Linked DNA regions of Mus musculus: region 2 is linked to region 1. A link is a contact called in public HiChIP or PLAC-seq data. All regions are on one chromosome and are shown on one strand. The core of a region is the stretch at or near the end of the contact, and the rest is flanking DNA. Distances in the headings are between cores, read along the strand shown. Region 1 holds the start of Endou (endonuclease, polyU-specific). Region 2 overlaps Gm33690 (a long non-coding RNA gene).

Region 1 (3,528 bases), core at 708-3,207:
AGATCAATGGTTTCCGGAAGGCCAGAGAAAGAGCTTGCTATGAAAACACAAGAACCAGAGTTACGATCCCAAAATACAAATAAAAGCCAGACACAGTAGTGCCTGAATATGCAAATCCCAGAACTCCTTTGGGAATATGGGAGGTGGTGCAGACAGGAGAATGGCTGGAAGATCACAGGCCAGTGAGCCTGGCAAAGACCACCAGAGATTATAGAGATCGTGTCTTAAACAAGAACCAACACCCGAAGCTGTCCTCTGACTTCTGCATGTGTACGGTAGCATGCATGTCCCTGTACTCATACGTATAAACATAGACACACAAACATACACACAAATAGAGAGACAAGCAGACATACATACATACATACATACATACATACACACACACACACACAGATGGAGACAGGCACACGCAGACACACACACAGAGGCAGAGAGATGGAGACAGGCAGACAGGCAGATAGACAGACAGACAGATACACAGACACACAGATGAAATAGATAGGTAGGTTGTAAGTAGGCAGACAGATCAATAATGAGAATAGATATATAACTCACAGGGAGAATTGTTAAGGTCTAAACCCCGTTACAACATAGCACTTAGTATAAAATGGCGGCTGGATAGCTATCACCAAACAGGATACCCACTTCCAACATTTCTGATGGCTGCCTGCCCTGAGCCCTAGCAGCCTTGGCCTCTTTCCCTTAGCATTCTTTCCCCTCACCCTTCACCATGCACCTCCCTGGATCCTTCCCCACGCTGGTCCCAGTTTTCTGGAGTTTCCATAGTGGCTCCCTGGAAAAGCTTGTCAAGATAGAAGCCTAAGTGAGCATCTAGCTGCAAGAGAGCCGAGGAGGGGAAGCGGTGGGGTTCCTAGATGACCAGCAGATAGAAAATCCTGTTGGGGGTGCATTCCACCTTTTCTGGGTGCTTGTATACAATGCTGTGAGCATCCGTCTTAATTAAGGTTTCTATTGCTGTGGTAAAACGACCCGAAACAATTTGAAGAGGAAAAGGTTTAATTTGTCTTACAATCTTCCAGTCACAACTCATCACTGAGGGCAGGAACCTAAGGTAGGAACTTAAGTAGAAGCCATGGAGGAACGCTGCTCACTGGCTTGCTCCCGTGACTTGGTCAGCCTGCTTTCTTATACAACCCAAGACCACGTGGCCAAGGTTGGCACCGCCCACAGTGGGCTGGACCTCCCATGTCAGTCATCCACCATGGAAACGCCTCACGGGTTTGCCTATGGGGGCATCTTCTTCGCAGATGACCCTAACTTGTGCCAAGTTGCTGTAAAACCTAGCCAGAAGGAAATCCAAGTTTCTCCCCAAGTTACCTCTGCGTGAACGAGCTGATGACTGCTGACTTAGTGTCCTGCTGTCTTTCCCTCCAGATCCCTTAACTAATTTTCTCTGTGCTGGTCCATCTTAGGCTATAAAGTCCTAGGGGTTAAGAACGAGATCTGTGAGGGGAGATGAGCAGTCCAGAGAGGATGCACCTCTACCTCTTCAAGCATGATGACACCCAAGGGAAAATCCCACAAGCACTTGGGATCACGGAAGGGATTTCTATACTGAATGAGAAACGCACCAGCTATGTGACCACCGCCATTCGAATGGGAATCTAGAACTACAGTCTCCAGCAGGCCAGGTCTGGGACTGGGGGTAGGTGGGTGTTTAAAATAGATCATCCAAAGAGGAACACATTAGTGCTCCTCACTTGAATAGAGAACCTGCCAAACTAGGTTCATCTTGCTGCGTCTGCTAGTGTGGCCTATTTTCCAGCTACAAATAGCAAGCATTACCTGTTTTAAACATCTGGCATGACCTGCCTGCTTAGTCACCTTCTCTTAGGCTTCAAACAGCTGTGGGGCCCCTCCCCCTCCCCCTCCTCCTCCTCTCTACCTCCTATCCATCTGTGATCCCTCCCTCCCCCCTTTCCTTCCTGGAAGGATCCAGCCACACCAGATCCACAAGTCCTGGTGTCTTTAAAAGGATCGGCCTGAGGGATACGGCTCATCTGGGCACTGTGACGTTCATCTTGATTGTGGTGGGAAGTCCAACGGCCGCTCTGCTGCAGGTGGCATCATGAAGGCCCGTGTTCCTTTTATAGTGGCTATGCTCTGTGGTCTAGCCTGGGCTGGTAAGTCATTCTCTGGTGGGCACGGGCGTAGGCTGGGTTGCCTAAAGAACAGAGTGCTGGGGCATAACAGGATGAATGATGTCCTAACCCAGTGGACCATTTGACCTGCCCTTGCTTGAGGTTGCAGGATCAGGCTCTGAAGTTGGCTAATGATGTGGAGGGATTGCAGAGCTGAGATCTTGGAGGATCAGCTCCAACATCACTAGAAAAACCAGACTCCATACTTGGATGAGGTTTTGTTTTCTTGGGGCTACTACATGGTTTGGAAGGGAAGGAGGTTGCTGAGTTGGGGTTACCTGGATGCCCTTGGTCACTCGCTCTTCAGCTGCCTGGTGATAGGTGGGAGTTAGGAGATGGGTGGGCTCAGGAGGAAACCAAAGCCCCTGACTCAGAGGTGAGCCCTGTCCTACTTGGGAAAGAACAAATGACTGGTTAGTGTGATGGGGTGGGGGTGGGGTTGCCCCAGGTTAGGGGAGCTGAAAGGTAGAGAAGGGATGGGCCTTGCATTTGCAGGTAGTGATGGAAGGAGATGGGGACTGGAAGAGGAAAGGGACACTGTCCTGTTCTGTAACTGTGCAAAAGCTGCTACTGCTGTGTTAATTAGCGACTAGTGGGTGGTAGGGAGGAGAGCCAAGGGAGGGAGCTGAGCTCCAGGAGAGTCAGAGTTCCTGCCATTCCAGCCTCCCAGGGTGTTCCTGCCTCGGACTCTGGACAGGATCTGATAAGTCAAGGCAGGAGGAGCAGTCGAGGGCTCAGCCCGTTGGGACTTGTTGGGTCTGTAGCATAAAGATTTCTAGGAGGAGCTGAATTTTGCGATCTTCCCCATCAGGGGACGCACAGAGAAACCCCAGGGGGATTCCTAAATAGGGAAGGCATGGAGGGGAAAAGCCATTCCCATGGCTCTCAACACTACAGGCATCTCTTCGAGGACTCAGCTCTGCCTAGGGCTGGAATGGAAGAGGAGGAAGGGAAAGAAGAAGAAAGAAGCCTATGTAAGCTCGGGACCTTACCTCAGGTCTGCCCACTGAGGGAATAGAGGAGAGCGTGTGGGACTAACTAGTGTAGGAGGATGGATGGTCAAGGAGCTTGGGATAGGACTGCGTGGGAGACATCTGGTCCTTGGAGGAGGTCCCCGAGGGTATGGCTGTAGTGGTTTTAGAGGTTCAGGCAGCCCTGGGCTACTAGGGCTGAAAGTGATGGTTAGCCTCTGCTGTTACATGGATGGGAGGTGAGGGGAGAGGGGATGGAGAGACAGCAGCGGGCAGGAGTGAGCGTCCAGCATCTTCAGACATGGATACCGAAGTATTGGCCACACCAGGGGTCATGGCCAGGCACAGGCCATGGTCTACAAGCCAGATGCCTTCCAAGACCTTGGCTGGTT
Region 2 (3,528 bases), core at 403-2,902, 120 kb before region 1:
GGCTTGAGCCAGACCTGACTCATTGCAATGAACATTTGAAGTAAATCCGTCTGGGGCAAAAGGGTGTACTGTGTGATACACTGGAACACACTACAACTTCCACAGTGAGATTTTGTTGTTGTTTGCTTGTTTGTTCTGTCTTTGTTTTCTTTTGGGGGTTAGATTGCAAGGGTAGAGGGCAGATATGAAGGGATGGGGAAATGAGTGCGATCAGAATGTATGATGTGCAGTTCACAAAGAATCAGAGCTAAAAAGTTAAAAAAAAAAAACAACAAGAAACTCACAAAAGAAGAAAGAAAGGAAGAGAGAAAGAAAGAGAGAAAGAAAGAAAGAAAGAAAGAAAGAAAGAAAGAAAGAAAGGAAGGAAGGAAGGAAGGAAGGAAGGAAGAAAGAAAGAAAAGAAAAGAAAACCAAAGGACAGCAATGGTTATGTGGAGAGACCCTGTCTCAAAACCACAAAAAATAAACAAACAAAAGGGCGTTTCTACTAGACATTTCAGGAAAAAAAAAAAGAGTCTCATAACTGTGGAAAAAAAAAAACGAAATGAGCATTCAACTCTTTAACTGGATAAACCATGGCTCTCAGAGTTACCAGTGCTCAGTGGCCTCAGAGCTACCATGAGGGATAATGTCCTTTGGGCAGGGATGGTCATCCCAAGCCGTCTTCCCTAGTGCTATATTTTTGGAGACAGAGTCTTACCATACAGCACAGGCTGACCTGGAACTTACTATTGAGCACAGACTAATTTCAAACTCAATCCTCCTGGTAGTGTGAGGGAGGAGATGTTGTGGGCGAGGCTCGCTACTCCAGATAACAGCTCCGAGTCTCCTGTATCTGCACTTGTCATATACTGGGGAGTGTTTTGAATGGGGATCAGGAGAAGCATACCCTAAAATGTACTTTGAGGGCCATAGAGGACTTCTCCATACTGGAGAGAGGTCTCAAGAAGTAGCTTGAGACAGAGGGAGAAGCTGCGCTGGGAAACATCCCATTGGCCTAATGCCTCTCAAGGAGAGCCTGGAGTTGGGCTGGCCTTTGGATGATATCCAGTTGAGGAAGATGGATTTTTTCCACTTTTACATCAAAGAGCCGTTAGATACAGGCTGTCCCCAGAATTAGGGGTGACCTTGACATGTCCTTGACATATACCAAGGGCTGGTAGGAGTGAAAGATATTTCTTTACATTTTATCTACCCTGGAGAGACCTTTTTCAGAGGACTGTTCAAACTTGAGGAGAAGGTAAAATTATCCCAGTAGCTTCCTTGTGGATCTGGGAAGGCAGACATCCCCCTTCACAGGGTCCTTTGAGGCTCTCCCAGAAGAGAAATCTGAGCTGGAGCTCCACCACTAGGGGGAGTTACTACCCTACAGCAACGGCCCCCCAAGGTCCTTTTGCTGAAAGCACCTGATGGTGTTCCCCTCCCCTTACCCCAGAACATTGGACACCTCAAACCAGGGCCTCCTAAGGTCAAGATCTTGTATTTGTGGCCTCTACCACCTACTTGTGCCGAGAGTGAGCTAAGCCTCAGGCTGCCCATAAGGCTGATTGTGTGTTCTTTCCAAAGTTTCTAAGCACAGACTCACAAACAGACCATTTGAGACACTAGCAGTGGAAACCACAGTAACAGTTAAAGGAGGAGACTACTACACCCAGTCCTGAGGTTGTTACATGATGCTTCTGAGCCTTAGTTTCTTCTTCTATAAATGGTAGCAGTAACAGTAGCCACCTTGAAGGGTTACTGTTGCTACAAGTGTGTTAAAATTCATCACAAGGGCTCAGTGGTTAAGAGCACTGATTGCTGTCCTGAATTCAATTCTCAGCAACCACATGGTGACTCACAATCATCAGTGATGGGATCCAATGCCCTCTTCTGGTGTGTCTGAAGACAGCTACAGTGTACTCATATACATAAAATAAATAAATCTTAAAAGAAATTCATCACAGTAGCTGGCACATAGCCATCGACCATAAAGGCCTGCCAGCATCATTGCTGAGCTGCAGGGTGACCAAATAAATATGCCCTAAGATAGATGGCATTGTTCCCATGCTCTGATCACTGATTCTTGGAGGCTTGATTGTCCCCAAATGATGTCTTAGGCCTCTTCTTCAGATCTCTGCCTCTTGCTAGGGGCTTCTGTTCCCTAAATATCAGCAGCTAAAGAAAGTGTCATTCAAACATCTGGCCACCAGAGGGCGTGTGAGCCACTTAATAAGCCAAATTGGACCCAACCAAACCAGACTGTGGGCAGCTGGGAGTGGAATCCAAATTGAGACACAGAGGACTATGGTTACTGCTGTCACCAGCTTCTTCCATCTCAGTCCTTTCTTCTCCAACTTCATCCCCACAAAACAATAAATGACGGAAAAGAACAGACAGCAGCAACCGCTCCCCACCTCCTGACGTCATGGCGCGTGGGTCACACCCACCCCGGAGGTTGACGGTAGTACGCGCTCAGAGAAAGAAGACGCTGCACAAGTTTAAAGAATCCGATCTGATCTGATGGCTTTGGTTGTGCCACGTTTTCCCCGCTCACGTATCCCAGCATGCAGTGTAAATCCCACCTCATCTCTCCAGGGTCCTTGTGTTCCTGCACCAGATGTTAAAAGTGATCAGGCCAATGCTGTATCCAACAGGTTCCAGTTCTCTACTTGTGCGTGTTGGAGCCTGCGGCCCAGCAGTTCTCAGATGCTCAGCCAGAGGACTCTCTCGCCTCACAAAGAGAAGGAACCCTGAGAACTTTTGCTTTTGTAAATTATATCTAGCTGCTAGGTGTGATGGTAGACAGCTGTAGTCCCAGCACGCAGGAGATGGAAGCAGAAGGATCAAGAGTTCAAGGCCAGCCTAAGCTACATTGAGAGTCTGAGGTCAGCCTGAGTTACATGAGACACTGTCTAAAAAAAAAAAGAAAAAAAAAAGAAAAAATGGCAATATTTATGATATTAGAAATCAATACAGGGATTTAAAGTAAATACTATTACCTTTCTAAATATAACAAAATGAATCTATCTGACATTAATTTAAACGATTGTTATTAAAAGGACCATTCTTTGGAGCAACACTAGTTTAATGACAAAGAATACTGTTTTCCAAAGCGCTTTAATGTTGGACATAACAGAAGCCAGTTAAACTCTTTATCAGCTTCTGCACTCAGCCTGGTGTGACATCCCAAGTAGTCATAGAAGCAGCTTGGAGGGAGGGGAGGCACTATATCATTAGGAATAGGAATGAAAAAGTAAATACTGTCTTGGTAGTGTTATTATGAAAGGAACTGAAAACGGTTGCTATTGCAGAGTCTCCAAGACCCACAGGGGCCCCGAGGCTACCCCTTGGGGCCTATGCTGTATGCTTTCTGCACACTGCCCCCCCCCCAAGAAACCCCCTGGTCCTTTACCCTTATAGTTTCCTAAGACAAGTTCCATTTGCTCCTTAAATCTCCATCTCAGACTTCATGGTTTTCCCAGCTCCCCTCCTGACTTTTGCCACCCTGCACCCCTGCCCCACCTCACCTGCCCACTTTGGGTAAAC

What was found. HiChIP or PLAC-seq counts read pairs in DNA pulled down with a chosen protein or histone mark.
Region 2: a CTCF HiChIP or PLAC-seq map of CD8 T cells shows a contact between it and region 1, with 8 read pairs. The contact joins the enhancer-like site here to the promoter of Endou in region 1. A contact is called at or near these places in 22 of 39 promoter capture datasets (3T3-L1-derived adipocytes, the C10 cell line, the HPC-7 cell line and 16 more), 4 of 15 datasets of contacts at CTCF or cohesin (CD8 T cells, the NIH/3T3 cell line, large pre-B cells and 1 more), 66 of 484 Hi-C or Micro-C datasets (the AML12 cell line, CD4 T cells, CD8 T cells and 36 more), 28 of 115 datasets of contacts at active chromatin or transcription factors (CD8 T cells, the SCID.adh cell line, T-cell acute lymphoblastic leukemia and 22 more) and 4 of 9 other capture datasets (adipose tissue, liver, macrophages and 1 more).

The regions. Positions count from the first base shown.
Region 1 is chr15:97,729,834-97,733,361 of GRCm38.p6, reverse strand. It overlaps Endou (endonuclease, polyU-specific), which reads left to right and starts at 1,957. Exons shown (of 10, transcript NM_001168693.1): 1 at 1,957-2,147. The coding sequence starts at 2,093.
Region 2 is chr15:97,848,500-97,852,027 of GRCm38.p6, reverse strand. The region is part of intron 1 of Gm33690 (a long non-coding RNA gene); the gene reads right to left. Among named protein-coding and RNA genes, the nearest start is that of Gm33690, 2.8 kb to the right of the region's middle. Within about 2 kb of position 1,652, at least 27 of the 459 cell types and tissues checked have an H3K27ac peak or open chromatin away from gene starts, as enhancers often do. A contact at or near this core is called in CD8 T cells, the G1E-ER4 cell line, the MNK3 cell line and 5 more, where this site is marked.